2 separate regions of the Mus musculus genome follow, and region 2 is linked to region 1. Evidence: chromatin contacts called from public HiChIP or PLAC-seq data. All regions are on one chromosome and are shown on one strand. Each heading gives the region's core, a stretch centred on a gene start, on an enhancer-like site or on the middle of the called end of the contact. The rest is flanking DNA. Distances are from core to core; before and after follow the strand shown.

Region 1 (6,275 bases), core at 1,932-4,431:
GTAAGTGCTCCTCCCTCTCCCTCCCTGTCCCCTCCCACTTCCCTTCCCTTGCCCCTCCATCCCCCTCTCACTCACTCTCCCTCCTCCTCCCTATCTCCCTCCCATCCCCCTCCACCCTCCTCTCACTCATTCCTCCACCCTCCCCACCCCTCCCCTTTCACTCCCTTTCCTTTCCACCTCCTCTCACTCAATCCCCCTCCCCCTCCACTTCCTTCCCCTTCCTCTCCCTTTTCCCTCCATCCCCCTCTCACTCATTCCCCCTCCCCCTCCACTTTCTTCCCCTTCCTCTCCCTTTCCCCTCTATCCCTCTCTCACTCCCTCCTCCTCCCCTTCCCCTCTCTTCCCCTCCCTCCCCTTCCTCCTCTTCTTCTCCCTCCCCCTCCCCCTCCTCTTCTGCCTCCCTCTCTCCCTCTCACTGAATCAATCACTCCAGAACTTTTCTCTACCTTCCACCTTCTTTAAATCAAAATTCAGTTTTAAAAAAGAAAAAAAAAATTCAACAAAGTTTTGATTTTCCCCTTAAGATTACATTTTGAGGGTACTTGGGTGTTTTTGTCTTTATAAAACTTACCAAATAGACCCTGGTGGTGGTAGTGACATACACCTTTAATTCCAGCAGAGGCATAAAGGGGCAGAGACAGGTGGATCTGTGTTCAAGGCCAGCCTGGTCTACAGAGCAAGTTCCAGGACAGCCAGGGCCACAGAGAGAAACCCTGCTGGGGTTGGGGATGGATTTTTACATATTTTGTTTTTACTTGTTAATTCACTGCTAGAAAACAAAACTGCACATGTGTTTGTTACATTTCTACTGACCATGCTTTTCTAGGCAGACTGGAGGGTAAACTGCTGGGAAGGAGACTCCAGCCCAGGCAAACAGGATCCACCAGTGGAAAGTGTGCCATTCTCCCATGTTTGATCTTTAGAAGGGAATTCACTGAAACATGTTTTTCTGAGGTAGTTGATTCTCTCTTAAAATTTAATTTTTTTTTCTTTCTTTCCTCCAGTTTGCCATCAAAAACAGGTTTCGGCACCGAAGTAAGGCATATCCCAAGAGGGAGCACTGGCTGGACTGGGCTAAAGAGAAATACGACGTAAGTCATATTCCTGCAGCAGTGGCCCTAGCTACTCCAGGAAATGGGCATGGGAGGAAAGGACAGTGCAGAGGGTTAGTACATGGGCAGTACCCTCGGCCGCATCCTCCCAATGCTAATAGTGTGTGGACTGGAGAACACAGTGCAGAGTGTTAGCACATGGGCAATACCCTTGGCCATGTCCTCCGAGCGTTTAATAGCGTGTGGAATACAACTATGCACAAGTGCTCTGAAAAGACTTTAAAAGGATGGTTATCACTTATTGTGAAGCAACATGACGCCCTCATAGCTGCTCACTTGGGTCATCTTCTGTTAGGTGTAGGCCATGAGATCACATGACTTCAGTTTGAACAGAGAAGGGCTGGGTGGTGATGACCGACTTTGAGACTAACAGTTAGTGAGCTGTGGCGGCTGGCCTCCCACACAGCTACTCTTGCTCGGTGGTCACCTGTTTAGAATGTCTGGTTTCCTAGAGAAACCCGCGCTCACATCCTTTAGACTGACTCGTCTCCTCCCAGCTAGATGCAAACATCCCCACTTGGCAGCAGAGCAGCGACTGCTGTTGACTGCAGCCCTGGCTGATTTGTCTACCTGCAGGAGCGGCTCATCTCACAGATTAAGATGGTCACGAAGGTGATGTTCCTGTACATCCCACTCCCCATGTTCTGGGCCTTGTTTGACCAGCAGGTAATGTCTCTCGTTTGATCAGAATGTAGTTAAGTACTGCCATGTGCCCAGCTATGCTGGGTGTTCAGCTCCTAAACACCCAGTAATTTTTGGCATCTTACTGAGTTTCTTGGTTAGAATGTATCCTGAAAGGATCCACCCGCATGTCTATTGTGAATCAGTGAAGAAAGTGAGGTTTGTTTCCCTAGGGTAACCCTGGGGAGATCTCCTCAGAGAGCATCTGGGACACTTGTGGATCACAACTGAGGGCAGAGAGAGTTTGTTCTATTGACCCAGCATGGTCAAAGGTGTTGCCTTTGAAGAGACTTGAGGACTGTTCTAATTAACAGGGCTTGATTCAACTCTCCCACTTTAAAATGGAATACTTGAACCAGAAGTGCCCTACAGAATTGAAAATGACTGTACACAAGTTCTTGTACTTGAAGCAGTTCCTGACCAGACCAGACCTGTGGCTCTGGACTTTCTTTTTAATTGTTAAAACATCCATACACATATACAGTGTCTTTTATCATATACATTCACCATTACCTCCTTCCAACTGCCCTATGCCATGTCCCTCCTAACTTCACATTCTACTTGACTGCTGTGATTCTAACCTAAGTCCAGTTAGCACATAGATACGATGCCATCTATAGGACACACACTGGAGTCCTGCACACTCCTGTCAGACAACCCAGTGCACAATACTCACAAGTCAAAGCAAGAAAACTCTGCTTCTTCTAGAGACTGAGAGCAAGCATGTGTTATGCACAGATAGGATTACTGGAAGGCTAGGCGATCCATGGAGAATGTTTGAGCAAACACATATTCCTTGTCGGTAGTATGAAGTATGCAGCAGCCTAGGAAGGGCAAAGGAGCCACCTTGAGTATGGAAAGAGCCTAACTGGGGTCAGACTCACACTCAGAATGCAGGCATTGCTGGTAGCTGGGTGATATGGGCTCATCACTTGGAACCCTTCTGATCATGTTTGTGCTACTCACCTACCTCTGCTGTGAGGCCCAAATCAGACAAAGTCCCCGGTGACTGGTACAAACTCAAGAGTCGAACAGGGGCAGGGTGGCCACTTCCCATGGGGAGCTGATGGATTTATATCGATCCACTAAGCATTTAGTCTTCCATAAAAATCATCACATCGTGTAAGAGACAGATAGATGATCTGTAATTAGGCTGCCGTGATTTAAGACCACTACTATCTTTATGATAAAGCATTTAAAACCCCTCCCTGGCTTTCTTTACCATTGTAATGTTCTAGATACTGACACTGGCACCTGTAGAACACAGGGCCCTGATGAGCTTACCCTGAGAGGTGGTACCATGTAATCACACAGTTTTATATCTCCCGAGGACAGCTCTGTCTCAGAGGTCCTTCACAAAGCCCAGGATGTGCCACTGGCTTTTGTCTTCCTAGAACTGTGACAGAGCCGAGAGGCAAATTAGAGATTTCAGTCCTGATTTAGAAGGTTTGCTGGTGATATACCACATCCTAAAAAGCCACATCCTCCATGACACAATCGATGTGTTAATTTTTTAGGGTTCCAGATGGACACTGCAAGCAACGACCATGAATGGGAAAATTGTAAGTTTGCCTGTCCTGGTCTGTCCCTCCTCCTGGTCACCACCGCCCTGCTTTAGTCCCTCAGTCCTTTCTTCTTCCCTTCCATGTTTTTTTTTTCTTTCAGTAAGACTTTGCCTCCTCTTTTTTAGGGAGCAATTGAAATTCAGCCGGACCAGATGCAGGTAGGAGAAAGGCTCAGCTCACTTTCCAAAGCCCACGTGTTTCCTGTGGTTGCGTTAAAGGCCCCTCTCCACTTCCTCTGCAGACGGTGAATGCCATCTTGATTGTCATCATGGTCCCCATTGTGGACGCTGTGGTGTACCCGCTCATTGCAAAATGTGGTTTCAACTTCACGTAAGTAGCTGTTTGGCTTGGGTTGACTGAGATGCAGTTGGTGGCTGTTTGGCTTGGGTTGACTGAGATGCTATTGGTCCAGGGCCTCGTAAATGCTCTGCTTCCAGAAGCTCCCATCGAGGTGATGGCACATTTATTTATTTTATTTTTGCAGTACTGGCAATTGAACCTAGTAGATTTCACACATGCCAGACAAATAATATTCTTTTACTGAGATAGAACACCAGCCCTCTTTTTCATTTCTATTTTGAGACAAGGCTGGCCCTATATTCACCCTGCCGCCTAGTTAGACATTGAACTTGCGTACTGCCCAAGTAGATAGGATTATAGGCCTATGCTACCGGGCTTGGCTGATGATGAAATTTTCAAAGTAATAAATTTAGAAATATTGGGGGGTAGGAGATATCTCACTGGGTAAGAGTGCTTGCTGTGCAAGCATTAAGACCCAAGTTCAGATCCATAGGGCCCATGCAAAAGGCCAGGTATGGCAGTGTGCATCTGCAACTTCCGAGGTAGGGGACAGAAATGGGCAGATCCCTGGAGCTGCTGGCTAGCCAGCTTAGCCAAACATGGTGAGCTACAGGTTCAGTGAGAAGTCCTGCCTTGTGAAAGTAAAATGGACAGGGACAGAAGACATCTGACATCCTCTGGCCTCCCCATGTGCACACATGGGCCTGTACATATCCATACACATTTGTATACAGCATACACGCACGCGCGCGCACACACACACACACACACACACACAGAGCTTTAAAAAGAGATGTCTATATGCAATGCCTCTGAAATGCCCTTTAAAATAAATAAAAATGCTATTAATGGAAGCCTGAAAACATTAGCTGTGATCATAGGATTTTTAGAAGTTGAATGTGAGAATGTGAATAGGCATTCTATTTGACCCCACTAGTCTGGTCATGAGTAGTAACAGAGAGGGACTCAGAGATGGCTCAATGGTTAGGAATGCTTGCTTCTCAAGCACACAGACCACAGTTTCCACCCCAGCATCCACACGGAGCAGTTCACAAATGCTGTGACTCCAGCTCCTGGGGATCTGGCATCTTCTTCTGGCCTCTGAGAGCACCCTCACATGCATGTGGGCATATACTGAGAGCACCCTCACATGCATATGTGCATACACTGAGAGCACCCTCACATGCATGTATGCATATACTGAGAGCACCCTCACATGCATATGTGCATACACTGAGAGCACCCTCACATGCATGTGTGCATATACTGAGAGCACCCTCACATGCATATGTGCATACACTGAGAGCACCCTCACATGCATGTGTGCATATACTGACAGCGCCCTCACATGCATGTGTGCATATACTGAGAGCACCCTCACATGCATGTGTGCATACACTGAGAGCACCCTCACATGCATGTGGGCATATACTGAGAGCACCCTCACATGCATATGTGCATACACTGAGAGCACCCTCACATGCATATGTGCATATACTGAGAGCACCCTCACATGCATGTGTGCATACACTGAGAGCACCCTCACATGCATATGTGCATACACTGAGAGCACCCTCACATGCATATGTGCATACACTGAGAGCACCCTCACATGCATGTGGGCATATACTGAGAGCACCCTCACATGCATATGTGCATACACTGAGAGCACCCTCACATGCATATGTGCATACACTGAGAGCACCCTCACATGCATATGTGCATACACTGAGAGCGCCCTCACATGCATGTGTGCATATACTGAGAGCACCCTCACATGCATGTGTGCATACACTGAGAGCACCCTCACATGCATGTGTGCATATACTGACAGCGCCCTCACACTCATGTGGGCATATACTCACATTGACATGCATACGTAAAATCCTAAAACAATAAAAACACCACCAGCAGCTTCCAATACAGCTGTCTTTGCAGGGAAGCCAAGGGGATGTGAGGTGAGGAGGATTTTCCTTTAGGGCTTACTCTTGGCTCGTCTGGGGGATGCAGGCTGGGGTTCACGTTCCTCTTGTCTGCATCAGATCCCTGAAGAAGATGACTGTTGGGATGTTCCTGGCGTCCATGGCCTTTGTGGTGGCTGCAATTGTGCAGGTGGAAATCGATGTGAGTCTTCTCCTGGGCTCAGCATCTTCCTTCTCTGGGCTGGGAGGATTAGAGGAGACTAGGGGAAACTCCCCATATGCAGCAGGAATTCCTGGAGTAAAAACAGTACAGGGCGGGGGTGGGGCAAAGTAGTCCATCAGTTAGCGCAGTGAGTGGGCGACGGCTAGGTCCTGAGCTAATGGGCGGGCTTCGGTATGAGAAAAGTCTAGGCGAGTGACTCCACCTGTGCTATGGTCTCTGTAATGGGAGATAAGTTCGTGGAATCGCTCCCAGCACAGATTTGGTGAGAAGCTTGTCACAAACGGGCACTTGGGAAATGCATAAACCGTCTTCCTCACAGAGGAACACATTTTGGGTTCTGATATCTCTCCTAAGGGATAATTCCTAAACGGATCCTAATACCTGCTGGGTGAATCTGTGCTAAACCAGCCCAGTGCTGCCTGCTGGAAATAAGGCCTTAGTTCTTAAAGGCAGGGACTATGTGGCCCATAAA
Region 2 (5,699 bases), core at 389-2,888, 69 kb before region 1:
TCATCAAAGGAAGTCAGGACTGGAACTCAAGCAGGTCAGGAAGCAGGAGCTGATGCAGAGGCCATGGAGGGATGTTCCTTACTGGTTTGCTTCCCTGGCTTGCTCAGCTTGCTCTCTTATAGAACCCAGGACTACCAGCCCAGGGATGGCACCAACCCACAATGGGCCCTTCCCCCTTGATCACTAATTGAGAAAATGCCTTACAGCTGGATCTCATGGAGGCATTTCCCCAACTTAAGCTCCTTTCTCTGAGATAACTCCAGTCTGTGTCAAGCTGACACACAAAACCAGCCAGGACAGAGAGTTAACTAGGTATCAGGTAAATTTTAAGTCAGCTCCCTGCAGTGACCAACTTCATACTTACATAAGGAGTTCGAGCACCTGTGTGTTCCTCCGTGTATCCCTAGAGTTCATAGTTGTCTCCTCCAAGTGTAGTCTGTGAAGGCTACACAGGTGTTCACTTTGTAAGTTCAGCACCCAGGACTCAGTTTCTGAAATCAGTTTTTCTCTGTTTCTTCAGATGCACATGTAAGGAACCATGAGCTTTAAGCTAGTATTTTACCAAATGTCATTGACCACAAAAGTATCTATAGATATTTTTAGTCATTCCCTCATGTCCTACAAGCTTAAATGCCAAAGGGAATATCAACATTCTAGCAACAACATGATTGTACAACAGGGCCAGAGGCCACATTTTCTGTAGCTAAAAAAAACGTCACTCGATGACTTGACCCGGGAACATGGAGCCTTAATCCACCAGCCAGTGAAGGGGCGGAGCCAGAGAGCTTGAACTCTCTGGAATGTAAAGCATGCAGAGCCATTGAACGATGGCCTTTGAGGTTTTATTAAAACACCCAGTCAGTCACCTTAAAGAACAATGAAGCCCATACTGAAATGAAGACTTGAAGTTCACACGGTGCCCACCTGGATAATGGAGCGGAGGCCAAAGAAAGTTAGCTTTCTTTCCTCTCAGCATTTCAGTAACTCTGGCTCCCAGAGGCTCCCAGGGCCATTGCTCTCACTGCCTCTTTAGCTTGGCTCTCCACCATCTTACTGCATTATGTTTTGCATAGACTCAGCAGCTCTGTGTCTGTGTCTGCTTAAAACTGGGCTGACTTTTCACACATCACATAGTCTTTGGGTTGGCTTCCCATTAGCTAGATTTCCACACAACCTGATGCAGAGGCTGCCACATTCAGTCACTACAGGAAGTTAGTACTCCATTGCTGAGGCCTTGCATCCGACACCAGCTTCTGCCTCCCTGTGTCCCCATAGCTGCGGTAAAGTCACCTAGCCCGATTCTGAGAGTGCTACACAGTCCTACACATGACGCATCAGCATTCCCTCCCTTGCCTTCTAAGCCCACCGGATCTTCCAGAAGAGATTGGGCAGTCCTTCCCCGAGCTCTCTGAGGCTCCTGATCTAGCCTTCCTGTCTTGTGTGGAATACCACCTCCAGAGAACTCTAATTGACTGGTTGGGAATTGGCAGCATCCTGCCATGTTGCTGAATGTTGATAATATTTGATCTCCAGTGCAATTCAGCTGAAGTCAGCAAGACGGCCGGCCTGTGGCTGCCTGTACCGTCCCGTGAAATGAACAATGCTTTGGTTTTGTTTCCTGGCTTGTAGGAGCCGGGAATATGGCTCAGTCAAACACTGCCCTGTGTTTTATCTCTCACTAGGTTCACCAGGTTGACCTGTTAGCTCAGTACAATGTAGCACCAACTCCAGTGTCTAAAACCCTGTTTGAAGGAACTTTCCTCCTGGGTTTGGAGACCTGGGCTCTGGTGTTGCACTCTGGTTGCTCAGACCTAAATAAGTCCATATGTCCCCTACGCTGATTCCCTCACAAGACCCGGAGGATGGCTTAGGTGATGGAATCAAGCCAGGTATAATGATGTAACTGAGTTTATGGTTTGTTTTTCTTGGCCTTCATGTACATGAAAATCAGTGATCCTGACTGACTTGCTTAAACAGCCTTTGGACTCCATGGCAACTGACTGACACAAATAAACAATACCAGCCATTTTTCTTCTAACACACTATCAAACCGTTGCTCTTCACCAGGTCAATGCTGGTCCGCTAGCATATGCCCGAGCCTTCCTCGATGACACCAACACAAAAAGATACCCTGACAATAAGGTGAAACTGCTGAAGGAAGTTTTCAGGTAAAGCCCACCGAAAGTTTCTCTTTAAGAAAGTCATCTGTTTCTCTGCGGTTGTCGGCTCTCTGTTACTATAGCAAACAGCAGAGGCAGTTTGCTTATAAAGAGGAAAGGTTGACGAGCTCACACACAGTGTTTGAGATTGTCTGGGGCCTGTGGTGAGGAGTGTATAGCCAGGTCTCCTGTGTACCAGCCAGGAAGCATGGAGACTAAGGAGGGGTCTTGAGTTCTGCAGCCCCCTCCATTGACATGCCACCAGCATCCTTCAGACTTCCCACTGGGTCCCACCTCCAAAAGCCCTACCAATAGCACCACACTGGGGACCACACTTAACAAAGGATGACTGGGGGTGTTACACAGCGAAACCATAGCACTGTTCTGGTTCAAGAGACAGATGCTTCCAGCTGGGCCAACGTCCCCTCCTACTTCCTTTCTCCTCTCTTACCTCACTCAGGCAATTTGTGGAAGCTTGTGGTCAAGCCTTGGCAGTGAACGAGCGTCTCATTAAAGAAGACCAACTGGAGTACCAGGAAGAGATGAAGGCCAACTACAGGGAGATGGCCAAGGAGCTCTCCGACATCATGCGTGAGCAGGTAAGCACCACACTGGCCTGGGCAGCGTGTGGGAAGTGTTGGGGTCTGAAATACTCCTGATAGTAAGCTAAGTCTTCCAGTAGTCCAGAATTATCATCTCTGAGAGAAAGTGTAACGTACCATAACTCAGAGAAGCAAGCAGCACGTGTTCCTAGGTCACGTTAAGCAGTGTGTGTGTGTGTGTGTGTGTGTGTGTGTGTGTGTGTTGGGGAGGGGAGTAGCGTAGTGTCTCGTCTTTCTCTGTGTTTCTTAAGCTTTGCCTTTGCCTACCCCAGCAAGGCAGAGAAACCACATCCATGCTGTGCTTACAGCTTCCTTTGATAGAACAGGGCTGACTGCCTGGTTTATCTGTTGGAGTAGGCGTCTTTTGTCATTTAAAAACAAAAAACAAAAACCGTAGGATTGTTCCAGGTGAACAGTTGTCACCCCAGAACACACAGGGCTCCTTACTCCTTGATTCTCTCTTCAAGGGCTTCCTTCCCCAATCTCTTGTGCTTTCTGTCCTTCCTCTGTGAATCCCCCATGTGGTCCCAGCAGGCATCAGAGGACATTCCCAGCCAGGGTGTCAAGCAGAGATCCATGGCAAGGAACATGCAGAGCAAGCCCAGTCACTGTATGTCACATTAGCTCCTGGATCTCGCACCCTGTCTGTCGCCCAGAGTATTGTCTCTGGTCTTGCAGAATGGAGGCTGGGACTTTTTGTCAGCCTGCCTTATCAGATGATAAATGGAAATTTCTTCCTTATTTTGGGGAGAATTTCATATATGGATACTACAGTTATACCTACCTCCTTGATGCTCCTCCCCACCTCTCTCTCTCTCTCTTTCTTTCTCTCTTTCTTTCTCTCTCTCTCTCTCTCTCTCTCTCTCTCACACACACACACACACACACACACACACACACACACACAAACACACACACACGTTCTCAACCTTGTGGTTCCTTATTCGTTGTTAGTTGTTACGTATATGTGCATACATTTGTAAATCCAACCTGCTGAGTCTATTGGCGTTACTCCTAGGTGTGGTGTTTAGAAAACCTGACAGGAGCTCCTTAGGAGAAAACAGATTCTCTCCTCCTCAGCAGCCATTAACCATCTCTAGCTCTTCATCTAAGGATGGTCTTGTGAGATTCCCCCATCCGTGTTAGCATGTCAGCCATATTGTTATGATATCATGGGGCTTTTCCCTGTCTTTCATAGAAGACCCCATCCTACAGCAGAAACCCTCATCTTCTGGCTCTTACGATATTTCCACCCCTCTGCCGTGTTTGAGCCCTAGGTGTAGAGGTTTATGAGAGATGCATCTGTTGGGGAGCTAGCTTGATTATTTGATCTTTAACATCCTTGCTTTTCTTTCCCTCCTCCACGCTGCGTGGCTCAGATGGGATGGTAATGCCATTTATTTTATTTTTCTGATAAACTGTCTCCCCTAACCAAATCACATGTGGTTCTGACCGGGTTTGAGCAATCGTGGGTTTGCGCATGTGCAATGGAAAAAGCCTCTCTTCTGAACAAATTTTAAAAGTAGGAAAAAATGGAAATATTAAATTCTTACTGTGTGAATAATTAAGCACAAAGGAGAGGAGGCTGGTGGGAACAAACTGCTGGAGAAAGCTTGGGATCTTTTCCTTGAAACCTCCAGATTCCTGTAGGACGGAGAGCCTGACCAGTGGGTACCAGGGGTCAGGACTAAGAAAGGCAGAAGTAGAGAGAGTGATGGGCTAGATCTGTTATGCTCCTGGACTGAGCAGATAGTAACTGCAGTGGTCTCTAAACTTCCCATTGTCTCAGCATCTGTGAAGGTTAAACCCTTTGGAGCCCGTGCACAGAAAGAAACGTGGCCTGGCCTGGTGCCTTTAGCCTTCCCAGAGCTGCATGGGTCTGGTCTTCTGAGCCTCCCTGCAGCTAGAGATCAAACCCTACACCCAATCCTTTCCTGGTCTTATTTGCCAGAAAAAGGCCCTTAAGTCTGTAAGACCTGAGAAGAGGAGACGGGTGATCCGAATTCACTTCCAAAGGTTTTCTTCAGAGACAAGACTAGTTCCTGTCTCAGTGGAGGTGAGAGAGAGATAGACCTCAGATTCGGGAGGTCTAGAAGGCTCCCGTTCATTACACTGTGAAGGAAACAAAGTACATTCTTTTTGATGTTCTCCTTACAATCTGAATGGAAGATGGGCATTTATAGATACGCTAAACCATCTATGCAAACTGTTGAAGCCCAAGCCTAGCTGCGCATACCTTTCTGCAGAACGACAGCTGGAAGGGGAATTGTGATGTCACCTGAGGTGGCGGCTGCCAGAGCATTGCCCTTTGATAACATTGTCTTTCTGTACCTCGAGATTTGCCCCCTGGAGGAGAAGACAAGCGTGCTACCAAATTCCCTGCACATCTTCAACGCCATCAGCGGGACACCAACAAGCACAGTGGTTCAAGGGTTGACCAGCTCGTCCTCAGTTGTGTGATTTTACCTCATGAACCGTGTGTGGGGACATGCTTTGTCATGTGCAAACTCAGGATGACTTCCAGAGCTAATCACTGGTGTGGCCAAGCACAGGAAGAAGCCATGGGGAATGGGAGAGAGAAGGAGCCTGGACTGTGATATTTAATAGCAGATTTTATAGGAGTCGGGGGAAGGTGCACATAGTTTTTTAAATCTCACTGGCAATATTTAGTTTTCCTCATGTCTTAACAGGTATATGTGGATACTCTTGAGCTGAAGTTCAGTTTTATTCTTCTTACAGTATAGTATTAAAATAAATGGTCTAAAGGAAAAGAGGGAAAGTGTGCTGGGACACCTGTGGCAGGTGTCCTGGGATACCTGTAGCAGGTGTCCTGGGACACCTGTAGCAGGTGTGCTGGGACACCTGTAGCAGGTGCTGGGACACCTGTAGCAGGTGTTGCTGGGACTGGGACACCTGTAGCAGGTGTTGCTGGGACTGG

The links. HiChIP or PLAC-seq counts read pairs in DNA pulled down with a chosen protein or histone mark.
Region 2: a contact with region 1 is called in an H3K27ac HiChIP or PLAC-seq map of embryonic stem cells, with 6 read pairs. The contact joins two enhancer-like sites. A contact is called at or near these places in 6 of 484 Hi-C or Micro-C datasets (CD4 single positive thymocytes, DN3 thymocytes, embryonic stem cells and 3 more), 4 of 115 datasets of contacts at active chromatin or transcription factors (CD8 T cells, embryonic stem cells and memory CD8 T cells) and 1 of 9 other capture datasets (embryonic stem cells).

What each region holds. Positions count from the first base shown.
Region 1 is chr14:121,475,472-121,481,746 of GRCm38.p6, reverse strand. It overlaps Slc15a1 (solute carrier family 15 (oligopeptide transporter), member 1), which reads left to right. Exons shown (of 23, transcript NM_053079.2): 10 at 1,005-1,091; 11 at 1,689-1,778; 12 at 3,311-3,355; 13 at 3,484-3,516; 14 at 3,600-3,688; 15 at 5,701-5,782. Among named protein-coding and RNA genes, the nearest start is that of Gm33299, 22 kb to the right of the region's middle. Within about 2 kb of position 3,181, at least 50 of the 459 cell types and tissues checked have an H3K27ac peak or open chromatin away from gene starts, as enhancers often do.
Region 2 is chr14:121,543,025-121,548,723 of GRCm38.p6, reverse strand. It overlaps Dock9 (dedicator of cytokinesis 9), which reads left to right. Exons shown (of 54, transcript NM_001081039.1): 52 at 2,068-2,168; 53 at 2,620-2,758; 54 at 5,099-5,699. The coding sequence ends at 5,221. Among named protein-coding and RNA genes, the nearest start is that of Slc15a1, 41 kb to the right of the region's middle. Within about 2 kb of position 1,638, at least 41 of the 459 cell types and tissues checked have an H3K27ac peak or open chromatin away from gene starts, as enhancers often do.